2 separate regions of the Rattus norvegicus genome follow, and region 1 is linked to region 2. The links are chromatin contacts, called in public Hi-C maps. All regions are on one chromosome and are shown on one strand. The core of a region is the stretch at or near the end of the contact, and the rest is flanking DNA. Distances in the headings are between cores, read along the strand shown.

Region 1 (7,423 bases), core at 3,204-5,703, 150 kb before region 2:
TAACAGTAAGGCTAAGTGTAACATGCTTACCTGGACTCCCAGGACACGGAAAGTAGAGGCAGGAGAATCAGGGTTTCAAAGCCAGCCTCGGCTATGTGTGGAATTTGAGGCCAGTCTGGATCCATGAGACCCTGTCTTTAACCATTCACCCACACCACCCACACCACCCACACAAACAAACAAACAAATGGATCCAAATTTTCCATCTGCAAGGAAGAAGGACTGAGTTTACAGTCAGTGGAAAGGAACTCCTTCCTAAACACTAGGTTTGGGGTGGAACTAGTCCTGCTGTATGAATTCCAGTTGATCTGGTATCTGAAAAGATTTAGTAGCACAGCATGACAGCGGACAGTCTGGTCCGCAGACAGCCAGGGCTACACAGACCTCATCTTGAAAAACCATAAACGAATAAATGGGAAAGCAGGACACAGATATGTCTAACAGCTTTCTTACCCAAGAGGTGTGACCTCATCTTATCACAGTCACTGGAGATAAAGGAGGGATCTCAGGACACCTCAAGGAAACACAGAAGCGAGATGAGAAAGGAGACACGGCATTCTACAAAGCAGTTAGCCTGGTTTCTTCAGTGTGTCAGGGGAAATGAAAGGGAGAGCCAGAATGTTCTATTCAGAGCCATAGAAGACGCCATAAGCCGCTGGCTGCGTAGCTCCGGCTGTATCCTGCTTTCCTCAAGCCGGCAGTAAGGGAAGTGTTTTGGGATAAGCAGAGACGTAAATACAGACAGCGTTCAGGGGCTGGTTAGCTGCTATTCTGAGATCACGATACAGCTGGTGTGTGAGAACAGTTATTGTAGTTATGTGAGAATTGGTCATTAGAAAACATCATTTTCAGATGTTAGTGATGTGCATAGACTACCTCAGGGTCAAAAATGAGATGCTGGGCTGGAGAGACGGCTCAGCGGTTTAGAACACGTGTTGCTTTTGCAGAGGACCTAGGTTTGATTCCCAGCAACCACATCTGTGATTCCAATTGCAGGGAATCTGATGCCCTCTTCTGGCCTCTTGGAGCACAGACACATACGCAGTGCAATCACATGCAGGCAAACACTCTTACATGGAAAATAAAGTAAGAAATGCAATAAAAGTAAAATAATAGCAAGGTGTCAACATTTTTTCTCCCTCCGTCCCTTCTTCCCTCCCTTCCTTTTAAGACAGAGCCATGTAGCCCAGGCTGGCTTCGAACTCACTGTCAGTTACCAATGACCTTCAACTTCTAATCCTCTTTGCTCTGCTTCCTCGGAGCTGGGATCGCAGGCTTGGGCTACATACTAGGGGGCCGTGTTTACCATGTGCCAGCAGCTAAAGTTCTCCCAAAGCAGGGGCTGGAGGAATGGTTAAGTAAGTGGTTAAGAGCACCCGACTGCTCTTCCAGAGGTCCTGAGTTCAATTCCCAGCAACCACATGGTGGCTCACAACCATGTGTAAAGAGATCCGATGCCCTCTTCTGGTGTATCTGAAGACAGCTACAGTGTACTTATATATGATAAATGAATAAATCTTTTAAAAAATTAAAAAAAATAAAATAAATGAAATCTTTAAAAAAATTCTCTCAAAGCTTGAGGCTAGAGAGATGATGGCTGCTCTTCCAGTGGACCTGGTTTTGACTTCCAGGATCCAAGTGGCAGCTCACAACCATCTGTCCTTCTAATGCCACCTTCTGCTGTCTACAAGCAATGCACACATGTGGTACTCAGACACACAGATAGGCAAAATACCCATACACATAAAATAAAAATGAGCAAGTCTTTTTAAAAAAAAAAAACTCCCCCACATCTGGGTGTTACACTAGGCTACACTAAAATCCTGGTAATCGGAAGCTTTTGCTCACTGACCCTCCCAGTAAGTTCACACCCCACCCTTCTGCGTGGCTTCCCACCTCCTCATATACCTCCGTCAGTTCAGTGGCCTCCCTCTCTCTTGGCAGAGCTTTGAGCTTATTCCCGAGATCTCTGCCTAGCTCCACCAGTCCTCCACCACTCACTGAGGCTTTCCGACCACTCTCTTAAAAATGGTGCCCCAACCCTCATCCTGAAATCGCCCACACTTCTTCACATAATGAACAACCAACTTCCTGGTTGTGTTAACTATTCTTCTCATCCAGATATCCAGAGCTTCATAAGAGACCCTGCCATCATCTCTGTTGTTAGGGACACACGGTCCAACAACAGTTCATGAGATGTAGTTGATCCTCAGTAAAACCAAACCAAACCAAACCAAAACACCCCCTTTTCGCTTTTTTTTTTTGACAGGATTTCAGGGTTACAGCCCTAGCTGTTCTGTAACTCACTCTGTAGACCAGGCTGGCCTCACAGATCACAGATGCCTCTGCTTCCTGAGGTGCTGCCCGGCTCAGAAACTATTTCTCAAGTATTTATCTGATATTAAGAGTATGGTGTATATATGTTCACTGTGTGCCTGCAGCAGCCTGCAGATGTCAGGAGAGTCATGGGATCCCCGGAAACTGTAGTGGCAATTATGAGCCACCATGTCAGTGCTGGAGACCAAACTTGGGTCCTCTGCAAGAGCAGCAAGCACTCTAACCACTGAGTAGTCTCTCCAGCCCCCACCCTGCCAATGAATATTAGACTAATGAATCTTCACATCCTGTTCTCATACAGCAACTTCCTGGACTCCTAGGTCATCCAAGGATGGAGGTGAGCTTCATGGCTCTACCTTCCTGGAGTTTCCCATTCACTGAACCCCTATCTAAAAGGAGGGCTGAGGCAGTGCCCAGCAAAGTGTGTGGCTCCTGAGAGAATCTCGGGGCTTTCTTGTGCTGGACCTGGAGGAAGCGGGTACAGCCTCAACAAACCACACCAGTGAGCTCATGGATGCCAGAGAGTTTGTGGACCTGCGTGTGCTGCAGAAAGGCTCCATGATCAGCATCATCACTGGTGCCAAGAACCATGCATCCATCCACATGAATGAGGCAGGTTCCATGGCCAGTTTAAAACCAATGGCACCTGCGGGACCATTTGCAGGATGGGTGAGTGAGATAATTCTATTCTCTGATTGGCTAACTCGGATGGCATTGTCTCAAAAGAACTTCTGGCCAGAGAAAATCAGAAAATATTTATCATACATAACGGTATGAACCCCCCTCAGGACACTCCCAGGGAGCCTCACATGTCCCATTATCCTCCCCTGCTCCCCACAAAGGGCCCAGGCCCACCTTGACCTGGGCGTAGAAACTGCCCAGGCTGCAGCAGACGCGGCACTCCAGCATGGTGTCATCATTGTTGTGGGCATAGCGCAGGGCCTTCTCAAAGCTCTCTAGGGCCTTCTGGAAGAGGCTGAGGCCCAGGAAAGCATTGCCCATGCTCAGGCTGACCTGACCCCCAAGCTGGGCACCAGCCCTGGTGCCAGGCAGGCCGAGGCAGGTCTTGCAGTAGGAGATGGTTTTGTGAAACTCACATAGCTTCTCATTGCTGCGTGCCAGGTTCAGGTAGCTTTCGAGCAGGAAATCCGCATCCTCCAGTTCCCGAGCAGTGTCGATCTGGACCACGGCAAACTGACCCCAGGGTAACAGGTAGGTGACACTCAGCCAAGGCTCACCCTGCACCCCCTTGCTGCCATAGCCAGCCCTACTTCACAGCCAGAGCGAATGGCAGACCCCAAAGCTCAGACTCAAGAATTCATCCTCCCAAGCTCCAGTCACCGCAAAGCTCAGGTAGACACTACCCTGTCACTCCCAGCCTCAGACCTGGAGTCTACAACTGATCAGCCTGACCCTCAAATTTATAGCCTGTTCCTCCAGGCAGCAAGCAGCAGACTTAAAACCTAGGCTTGGAGGTCTGGACCCTGGCTCCTGATGCCAGAGTCTCACAGGCTTTGACACTGAAGCTGAAGGCCACAGGCCTGACTCTAAAGATACCCAGCCATCTAAGAGGAGATTTCCATGCATATTCAAAACTTCAAACAAAAGACATTAGCCTATGAGACACAGAGGGTTCTCAGGAAGATACAAGGGCCCCTGGGAGTAGGAAGCCACCCAGCCCTGTTCCCAACCCTCTCAGTGCCTGGGCCCTCCCACAGCACCCTGGAAGGGTATTGTCTACCTTCAGCATCTCTTTGTAGCGGCCCATCTCCGAGTGAGCTGTTACCAAGCAGCCCAGCACCCGGAAGCGGCCCACGAGGTCAGAGCCCTTCTCCAGCACCTTCATCCACACTTGCAGTGCCTTCTCTGTCTGGTTGGACTGGTACAGCTGCAGTCCTTTTTCGATCTGTTGCTTTGTCTGGTCCTGCCCCATCCTCCCACAGTCTGGCCACTCGGAAAGACCGTGGTTGGCTAGGTGTCTTTAGACCTTCATGGTGTTGGACCCACAGTGCCAGCTGATCTCTGGGAGGGAAAAGCAACACCAGGCAAAAGCTAAGCAGGGCCTGGATGGACAACGGGCGCCACCCTGGGAACAAGGCTGGTTCAGCCCCTGTCTGCAGCTGTCCCTGCCAGTTGGGGCCACGTGGCTTCTGAGGAATGTCAGCAGCAAGGTCACGAGGGTTTCTGCTGCACCCACTCAAAGCTGAAAGGTGGCTGCCCCGGGGATACAGGCACTGTGCCACCTGAGAACCTGTTTGGTGCCTTTTTGACACTTTGACACTGGCCTTGATGCCCTAGCAGGTTCAGCTCTCAAAGGCTGTCTGCCAGGATGTGGGCAAGCCTTAGGCCAGAGGTTCTGACAGCAGGAAAAACAGCAGGCAGAACACTGGGCATACAGGCATCAGGGAGGTGAGGTGAATGTCCAGCCTGCTTATTCTCCTTGCTTCTTTTTCTTTTCTTCTGTTTTTCTTTTCTTCTCTCTCTCTCTCTCCTCTCTCCCGCTCCCTCCCTTCCCCCCCTCTTCCCTCCCCCTCCTTCTTCTTCTGTGTACCCTGGCTGTCTTAGAACTTGTTTTTTAGACCAGGGTAGCCTCAAACTTAGATATCTCCCTGACTCTGCCTCCCAAGTGCTGGGACCAAAGGAATGAGCCACACCTGGCTAATGGAACATTCCACCCCTCCCACACAAGACAGGGTTTCTCTGCATAGCCCTGGCTGTTCTGGAACTCACTCTACACCAGGATGGCCTGGAACTCCGAGATCTGCCTGTCTCAGCCTCCTGAGTGTGGGACTAAAGGTGTGTGCCATCACAGCCCAGCTTTGCCTCTTTTCTTCCCAGTTTCTCCCCCGTTTTGTCTTCACATTTTACTCATCACATAGACACTTACCTGGACACACGTCCACACTGTTCCCAACACCTCACCTTAGCCTGTTGGTGGGAGGTCTGGTTTTCTCCTAACTCGATTAATTAAGCAAATCATGCAGCTCTCTGAGCCTGCTTCCTCCTCTCCAAAGCGAGGACAGTTAGACTCTCACAGCGGCGTGGTGGTTCTCACACAGCACAGCAATGGGTACCAGCCTGCCTCTGCTTGCTGTATTTCTGAATTAGCTGTGTGAGCGCAGAGAATGTGGGCACATTGCTAGCCCTGAAGAAGAAAAGTTAACAGCACCTAGTTCACAGGATTGCCACAGAACTAGAAGACTTGATGGCCGACAAGGACTTAGAACAGTGTCTAGTGTGAAGGAAACACAGTGTGTTAGTGAGAAAATATGGAATGACCCCTTGACAAAATGATGACCAGAGGTCACAATTAGGTCCTTGAAGGTTCAAAAAGTATCCCAGTTCCAGGGGCTGGTGAGACGGTGTAATAGCATTTGCTGCCAAACACAACAACCTGAGCTCCATCCCTGGGATCCATGTGACAGGACGAACAGACTCCCAGAAGAGGGTGTGCATTACACATGCACACAATAAATAAGAACATTTTAAATGCTCCAATTCCAATTCCAGCTCTGGTTTGAGTGTCTTAACAGTGAACTCGAACACCAAACACTGCAGCATATTGTCACAGCGGTGCCTGGCCTGCCACTATTTTCAGAAGTGTGCACTCACGAGCAGTTCCCATCAGCCCTCCCTAATTATGGCTAGAGTGTGTCTCCCATCCTAGATCCGTATCCTGAAGGCCTAACCCCTTCCTCCCAACGCATCTGTATACGCAAACAGTCTAGAGCTAGTTAAGGTGGGCTCTAATCCAGCTGCAGGAGACGGCTTCACACAGACTTACATGCAGGCAAAACGCCAATGCACAGACAATGAAAAATCTTTTTCTTTTAAGGGCTGGAGAGATGACTGCTCTTCCAGAGTTGAATTCCCAGCAACCACATGATGGCTCACAACCATCTGTAAAGAGATCCGATGCCCTCTTCTGGTGTGTCTGAAGACAGCTACAGTGTACTTATATATAATAAATGAATAAATAAATCTTTAAAAAAAAAAGAAGGCTGGACAATAAACAGACATTGCCTACCCACAGTGCTCTAAGGCTGGTAAAACGAGGGTCAATGTGCATGACTGAGAGGGTGTACTTATATATAATGAATAAATTAAAAATTTTAAAAGTTTTTTTTTAAAAGGGCTAATTAAGGGTAAGTGAGGCAATAGGGGTTGAGTGACTTTTTCTGGGGAAATATCAAGTCTTTTTACCAGGTAGACTTGGGTAGACCTGTATTTTAAAAAGTATATTTAGCTAGGTGTGGTGATATATACGCTTCCAAAGCCAACATGTCAGAGGCAGGTCTACATAGCAAGCAGGCCAGCCTAGTTTACATAGAAAGTTCCAGGTCATCTAAGGCGACAAAGTGAAACCTTATCTCAAAAAACATGTGTACTGTGGACTGGAGAGATGGCTCAGTGGTTAAGAGCAATGACTGCTCTTCTAGAGGTACTGAGTTCAAGTCCCAGCAACCACATGGTGACTCACAACCATTTATAAGGGGATCTGATGCCCTCTTCTGGCCTATGGATGCATATGCAGCAGAGCACTCATACATTCAATAAATTTTAAAAATTAAAAAATAGCAATAAAAAGCGTGCATATGCCCACAGAGGTCAGGAGAGGGCATTAGATCTCCAGGAAATGGAGTTACAGACAGCTGTGAGCAGGGGATTGAACTGGGGTGCTCTGGAAGAGCGGTCAGCTCTCTTGACCTCTGACCATCTCTGTGGAGTCCACCCAAGTTTACCCTGAGTAACCAGAGTTCCCTGGAGCATGGGTGACTTAGGCAGTTCCATCATAACACCCACCTGACATAGGGATGACTCCGGAGGCCTCACAGGCTCGCAGGCAATCCCACTGAAGCGTCTCCCTCCTCCACCAATGATTCAACAGACACCTAGAGTTGAAACTTTGGTTGTTCTAAGGTCTGTGAGCAGTCCTCACAAGAAGAGATATTTGTTGTGCTTTTGTGGGGAGGCTTAAACAGTGATCCCGGAATCCTACATGGGACACCAGGACCTAACCCAAGAAGGGATTTCGCCTGTCTAGCTTGAGTGAACCAATGACTTTATTACAGTTCCCTACAGGAGC
Region 2 (7,146 bases), core at 3,991-6,490:
AGCTGCCCTTAAATAGTGTCAGGTCCTTAACTCCTGTCTTGGTGGCTCTGTGAAAGACAGGAACCCTGTATGCTTGTCACCCAGTCTTAATATTCTCATTTCAAAGCTAACTGAGACGTCGTGGTCTCTGAGACTGCTAAGTCCCCTTGTAGACTGGGAATACAGATTGGACGTCAATGACTCTATTTACAGGAGGATAAAGGGAAAGGTGGGGAAACTGCCTGTTTGTGGAGAGGGAAAGAGTCTTGTTTCACCTCAAACAAGCATCACATGTACATCTCAGCGTTAGGAATGAAGATGGAAGAAGACAGAGGCTGGCTCAGACACTAGGATATGTGTTGTTCTGACTGTTTAGCTCTGTTTTGGCCTCCCAGAGACCATCTCATTTTTGTGTCGACGACCACTTACTCTAACTCGTGCTCTGAGCAAATCTCATCTGGGAGAGCAGGAGCCAGGACAACCAGCCCTTCCTCTCAGTCCTACGCCCTACTGAAAGAAGGGAAAATGCTGTTGTATTCCTAGTGGGTTAGATTTGTAGAATGATGTTCCCTCTCACAGAAAGGCATAATTTGGGCCCAAAGAAGAAAGTCATTGGTCACTGAAGAGAAGTCAGCCAAGGATGCACTGGACACAGACATGAACGAGAGGCCTACTTGAATTTAGAAGACTATGCTTCAAATTCCTACCTTCTCACCCTCAAGGCCTGACCCCCATCTAGGTCCTATGGATTGTCCTAGTCAGTGCGGTCCTGTCCAGTTCCGAGGAGAGGAGGAGGAAAAGGCATCACAGTCATTACACAGGGCAGGACCATAAGGCTGACAGGCAGCCCCACTTTATTGGTAGAGTCCAGGCGTGCTGGGCAGGTAGTCATGCTCCGGCCGGTGGGGCGTTCGGGCCGCGGTCCCGGCTCGGCATGCATGCCCCACGGCTCTCCCAGGCTCCTCCAAGCAGAGGCTCAGAGCTCTGGGGGCTTGAGGGCCGGCGGGGAGGCAGCAGTGAGGTCAGGGTACACCAGGAAGCCAGAGAAAGTGATGTACTTGCCGTGGTTGCTGTAGGCGCCATAGCCATCATGATCGTGGCTAAGCAGCCAGACGGCATCGCCACGCTGCAGTGGCAGCATCACGCTCTGACTCTGCATCTCACGGCGCCTCGAAGCGCCATCGTCGTAAATCATGGCCTGCACCTCGTCGCGGTTCTTCATCAGCTTCACCGACAGCGTCTTGCGCGGCAGCTTGCCCAGCGTGAAGGAGAAGAAATAGGCTCCCGGTAGGCGGCAGCGGAACACGCCGGCCGCCGCGTCGAAGTCGCCGCCTATGTTTACCAGCTCGGTGTCGAAGGCCAGCGGCCGGTGGCGCGGTCCGGGTCCCGCGTCCGAGCCCACCAGGCTGCGCGTGCGCGCCGCGGAGAAGGCCGAGCGCGGCTCCAGGGCTGCGGGGCCGCGCGCAGGCGCGTCAGCATCGGCGTCCGCGTACACCAGGTAGCCGCTAAAGGTGGCGCCGGGCGCGCCGAGCGCGTACTGCGGGGCGCCGTGCAGCCGCAGCCACACCGTGTCGCCGTAGTCGAGCTGCAGCATGGCACTCTGGCTGGCGGCGCGCCGTGCGCCCGGCCGCCGCTGCTCGTCGAAGGCCAGCGCCTGCACCTCGTCGCGGTTGCGCACCAGCATCACCGACAGGCTCTTATGCGGGGCCTTGCCCGCTGTGAAGGAGAAGAAATAGGCGCCGGGCACGCGACAGCGGAACCTCCCGGTGGCTGCGTCGAAGTCACCTCCGATGTTCACGTATACCTTGTCGAAGGTCACCGCCATCTCCGACGTGCCCTCCAGTGGGGTGGTGCGAGCCGCCGAGAAGGCTGACCGCAGCTCCGAGGAGCCAGGCCCAGCCCGGCCCAGTGCCCAGCAGGCCACCGGGCCTAGGAAGCCGAGCAGGAGGAGCAGCATGGCACCTAGGAGTGGAGAGAAGACCCGGGCAGGGGAGGAGGGTTGGACAGTGGCTGCCTCCACCTGTACTTTCTCTTCCTAGCCTTGCTCTTGACCCATAACTTGCTCTCCATTTTCCTTCACACTTAGACTACTAGGTCAGTACTTCTCACTTAAGAGTGCCTCAGTGTCACCAGGAGGGCCTATTACAGCACCCATATTTGTTCTGAGTCTGGAATGGGACCTGAGACTTTGGATTCTTAGTGGTCTGATTAAATCTACCAGAGGTTTTTAGAACCACTGGATTAGACCAGTAATTCTCCAAACTTGTGTTTTTAAGTATGAGAGAATCCTTTTGCAAATAAGACCTGGTGCATATGCCACAGACATGTTGAAATGTTCTGGTTAATGAGGCCTACATCCCTGTCCTCTCTCCTCCTCCCTCATCCCTCTCTGAGCGTTAAAGAGGTCTAAGTTTCCAATAGCCAGCTCATCCTCTGCACTTTCCTGGGACTTTGCTCCTTGGCCTGCCCCTCACGACAGACACTGGCTCTTGTGTCAGTTTCCACCATGACAGTGTTTTAAGTCTTATCTGGGGATGAGTGGAGAAAAGAGCTGCTTTCTAACCCTTTCCTGGCCTCTGCTCCACTCAAGGGTCCACAGGATTTCTGGACTCCCCTGGAGTCCTTCCTGAACTACAGAGGTTCAGCCAAGCTTTAAGTGAGTGCTTTCCCTATGAAAATAGAATGAAGTAAGGAGGGGCTGGAGAAATAGCCCAGCAGTTAAGAGTTTTGCTACCATTCCAGAGGACCCAAGTTTGATTTCCCAGCACCACATGGAGGTCCACAACCATCTGTAACTCTAGCTCTGATGCCCTCTTCTGGCCTCCACTGACAGCAGGCACACATGTGGCACACAGACATATATGCAAGCAGAACACCCATAGTCATAAGTTTCTTTTAATTATCCAGGGAGAGATGGATAACTCCCTTTGTGCTCAGAGGCTGGCTCCTGTGGGAAGGAGAGAGCCAGGGCCGCTGAGGCGGCAAGGGAGGACAAAATAAAACTCTGGTGGTGCTTTGGCAGGATGGTGAGGTCATCAGCTTCATTTGGTGGCGGTGGTAGAATGTGGTGGCAGACACTTAGATCTGGATACCGGTCTCGGAATGAACCGTAAGCACTCTGACACTGAGTCGTGCTCCAGTCACCTTTGGCAATTGTTTTAACTCTCTGAGTAAGGCTTCATCCGTGTAAATATCACGATGGAGGGCCAGCCACACAAATGGGTGGTAAGCATACCCAGACAGCAACTGTCAAGATGCTCTGTGCTGGGACACACCTAGAGGCTTCTGAATGTGATGTAATCGAATTCTTGACATAAAGAGGTGTGTTCGAGCCTCAGTAAGTGGCGAGCTTGGCGAAGCATTATCCAGTCCCTGGAGTCACTAATGGTGAGATTCTAGCCTGCTTTGGAGGAGGGCAGAGACAACTCAGGACATGAGCCTTTCTGGAAAGTACCCTGGGCGTGTGTAGCCCTGTGCCTCTTACAGACTCCAGGGGGCCTGCTGAGAGCTGCCAGGTCCAGCTGTGTAGCTGTGACCCACTCCTGGGTGTTCACCTGCAGTCCACTGCCCAGCTGTTAGAGTAAACTGCTCTGCCCTATAGTTCTAACAAGAAAGACCTCGAGTCCTGCTGAATACTGACTCCTTCCAGAGGATACTTTCCTGATTCTCACACAGCTGTCCTATGGGTTACTTGGTGAGGGTAGGGAGGAGGGAAGGGATCCATCCGAGGTGGTGAAGACTATACCTGAGAAGTGTCCAGTCTATTCTGTTTCCTTCTACAAAGCTCTTTTGGACATGTAGATAAGCCCTCTCCCATTTTATGAATGAGAAATCCGTTGCCTAAACACGGGGTACACGTTTTTAGCTCAAGGTCATCCACTGAACTCTAAGCCTTAAACAGAGGGTTTATTTTTTTTTTAAATGTAGCCTTTCTTTTTTTTTTTTTTTTTTTTTTTTTATTAACTTGAGTATTTCTTATATGCATTTCGAGTGTTATTCCCTTTCCCGGTATCCGGGCAAACATCCCCCACCCCCCTCCCCTTCCTTATGGGTGTTCCCCTCCCAACCCTCCCCCCATTGCCGCCCTCCCCCCTTATTTTTTTCTCATTTCAAACTCAGTGTGCTTCTCTACCAGCTTTCCCTCTTACACAAAGGCCAATGTGTTTCCCGCCTCAGTGACCCCTTTTGCAAAAAACGGAAGAGGCAGGGGGAATGAGTGTTGGAATCTACAGTGAAGGAGGAAGCCAGCAAACAAAGGCAAGCAAACCCTCTGTCGTTTGTCTCCGGAAAGGTGGGAGCTCTCCTACCCTGCAGCTTCTCTAGCAGGTCTGCTCTCGAAGCTCCTGCCCATCGTATTCTTTGCCACCTCCCTGCCAAGCCAAATGCACCCATCGGTGCCAAAGGTTCTTGTGTGCCCAATACCCTTCCTACCTTTATACTCCACTGCACATGTCCCTGAACCCTGGATCCTTCCCTCTAACAACCTTTCCCCAGCAGGTCAGAGGAGGATGGTAAAGTGTCAGGTGGGTCTCAGAGCTCCAGGAAAAGAAATGGCTACATAAAGCTCTGTCCAGGTGAAGCTCAAAATAGTCATCTTCAAAGAGAAAAACTGGGACAGAGAGCTGAGTAGACCCAGAGCCACAGAACCAATGGAGAAGGGGCAGCGATGTCAGACTAAGGGCATTTCCAAGCCCCCAGCGCCTTGTTCCCATATCCCAGTTAACACTGCTTTCAAGTCGTGCCAGAACCCCCCTTGTATCTTCCTTGAAAGTCTGCATCCTTCGAAGAATGTGAGCCCCACTTTTACAGAAGCATCCAATAAATCCCTTGTCACAGGGAAAAATGCCCCCAGAAAGGGGTCCCCGCAAGCCCTTTTTCCATGAGACCTGCCCTCCACTCCTCCCTTTGGAATAAAAGCCCCTGAGCCTCTTTCATGAAAAAAGCGCCCAGGTCCTCCTTTCCAGGAAAAGGGACCGGGTCCCTCGTGCCTCCCGCCGCCCCCGCTTGCAGAGAAGAGAAGCCTGCGCCCCCGCCTCCTCCGGGCTGCCCTCACCTGGCTGGCGGCCGGCGGGTCGGCTTCGGTCCCAGCCGGCGATCCTGCTCGGTGAGGACGCCGGGCTGCACACTGGTCGCCCACGCTGCGGCTTGACCAGGCCTCCGGGGGTGGCGGGGGGCTCAGCCGGCGACGAGTGGGGACCCCGGCAAGGGAGGCGTGAGCGAGTGGGAAGGACAGCAGAAGCTGAAGCGGAGAAGCGCAAGGGCGGGGAGCAGGGGAGGCGGAGGGGAGAGCGGAGGACGAGGGAGGGGCTCCGAGCAGCCGGGCCTGGGGCACCGCACCGAGCCTGCGCTGAGCGTGGGACCCTTCCTCATTCCTGGATCCTGAGCTTTATCCTCTGGGTGCCGAGCACAGGCGTCATTGATCCAAGTTAGCAGGTGGGGAAACCGAGGCCGCTAGAGAGGCCACCCTAGGGTGGCCCAAGTCATCCTACAGAACAGCTTTTTATCTTGTGTAGGGAGAGAGGACTCGGGCAAGGCACGGACAGGGCTGCAAGCAAGGACAGTAGGAGGTGAGGTTTTGTATGGGACAGATGTCCAGGCTGAGTGGCCTTGGGGAAGGTCTGAGGGAAGAGAAGGATAAATGGGTCAGTGTCCTTAGTAAAGTAAGAGGTGAAAATGCCCCACTTTTCATTTCTCACTTCTAAGTCTGCAAATATCCCTCCCCCTGCACCTCGTGTGCTAGCAAGGCTGGAGGAAGGACAAAGCTGCAGGCATCAGCACTTCAGCATGAGACCCTCTGAGAAGAACAAAGGAGGAGCAAGATCCTTGGAATATACTGATTTTTTTTTTTTTTTTTCTGGAAAGGGTTGAGAAGGACAATGGAAGGTCCCTGTGTGGCACATGGACTTTCTGGGGAGCTATGCCCAGGGTAGCAGGAGTCCAGCAACACCTCAGGGCTGGGATCAGCATCTGCCCTCCTACCCCACCCCCACACAGAGGTCTACAGGAGCCCTGGCCCTCAGGAGCTTTCCTTCTGGAATTCTCCACATATCTGGTCCCAGTTACTACAGTATAAGTCATTGCCAGTGGAGAAGTGATGAGCGTGGGAAGCTCCTCCAGGGTGTTGGGTATAAGAGGGCACAAGGCAAAGTGCCTGCCTAGCCCTTGTCAGATCACAAAATGTCTCCTTCTCCTTGAAAGTTGGGGAGGGGGACATTTCAATGGAGAGGGCACCGGGGGTGGGTTGAGTCGCACAGACATGCAGTTGGTAAGACATGCAGAGTTGGGAAAGGCCAGGAGCCAACCTGTGACAACTGTGGCCTTCCTTAGGCACTGGACCCCCCAATCAGGGGAGGAAAGGGGAGGGAGGGAGGGAGGCAGGACATTTGAATACCAGTTGGGGCTGGAAGACACTTGATGCTTAATATGGCAGAGCTCTGAACAGAGAAACCGGGGTGAGGTGGAGATAGATGAGTAACACAGGGTGAGGTGGGGATGGGTGAATAACATGGCAGTAGGCATTGCTTCAGGATCCTGGGAAGGCAGAGGTCGGGAAAGACATGGTGAGGAGCTGCTGGGTGTGGGGGCAGTCAGGAGTGGGGGCGCCACAGAGATACCAGATAGACATTAGGAATTGATAGGGCTCAGAGCAAAGGACCCAGGCTAGGCTGTAGTCTTTGCTTGTTCCTACCTTGTAAATCACTCTGGTTCAAACAGCAGGTGCTGGCAGTACCCTAGCCTGGATGTTGCCTGCACAGGCGTTTGACCCTAACTCGAATTTGCATCTCTCTCCTGGAGCATTCTCGGCTGTGCAGTTAGTAAGGCTAGAGTGATGAAGAGCTAGTACCCCCTAGCAACCCTCCACTAATGAGGGGCATGGGCTTGAAGTGAATACTTCGGCTTCCTGCTTCCTCGGGGAGAACTTCATATACCCAGTTCCAAGATGTGTTCTAGCAGAATTAAACCCTTTTAGGAGCTGGAGAGATGGCTCAGCAGTCAAGAGCACTGGCTGCTCTTCCAAAGGTCCCGAATTCAATTCCCAGCATCCACATGGCAGGTCACATCTGTCTATAACTCTTGTTTCAGTGGATTTGACACCCTCACATGTACTACAAGCAGGCAGAACACCAATGTACATAAACTAAAACAAGAGTTAAGAAAGAAACACCT

The links. Hi-C and Micro-C count contacts between places; a contact is called where the count stands out from the background.
Region 1: a contact with region 2 is called in a Hi-C map of kidney, with 3 times the contacts expected there. The contact joins the promoter of Rapsn here to the promoter of C1qtnf4 in region 2. A contact is called at or near these places in 5 of 12 Hi-C or Micro-C datasets (the A7r5 cell line, hepatocytes, kidney and 1 more).

The regions. Positions count from the first base shown.
Region 1 is chr3:97,467,921-97,475,343 of GRCr8, reverse strand. Rapsn (receptor-associated protein of the synapse) reads right to left here and starts at 4,453. Exons shown (of 8, transcript NM_001399728.1): 1 at 4,079-4,453; 2 at 3,193-3,531. The coding sequence starts at 4,270.
Region 2 is chr3:97,322,465-97,329,610 of GRCr8, reverse strand. It overlaps C1qtnf4 (C1q and TNF related 4), which reads right to left and starts at 5,240. Exons shown (of 2, transcript NM_001107745.1): 1 at 5,033-5,240; 2 at 802-1,941. The coding sequence starts at 1,936. The coding sequence ends at 956.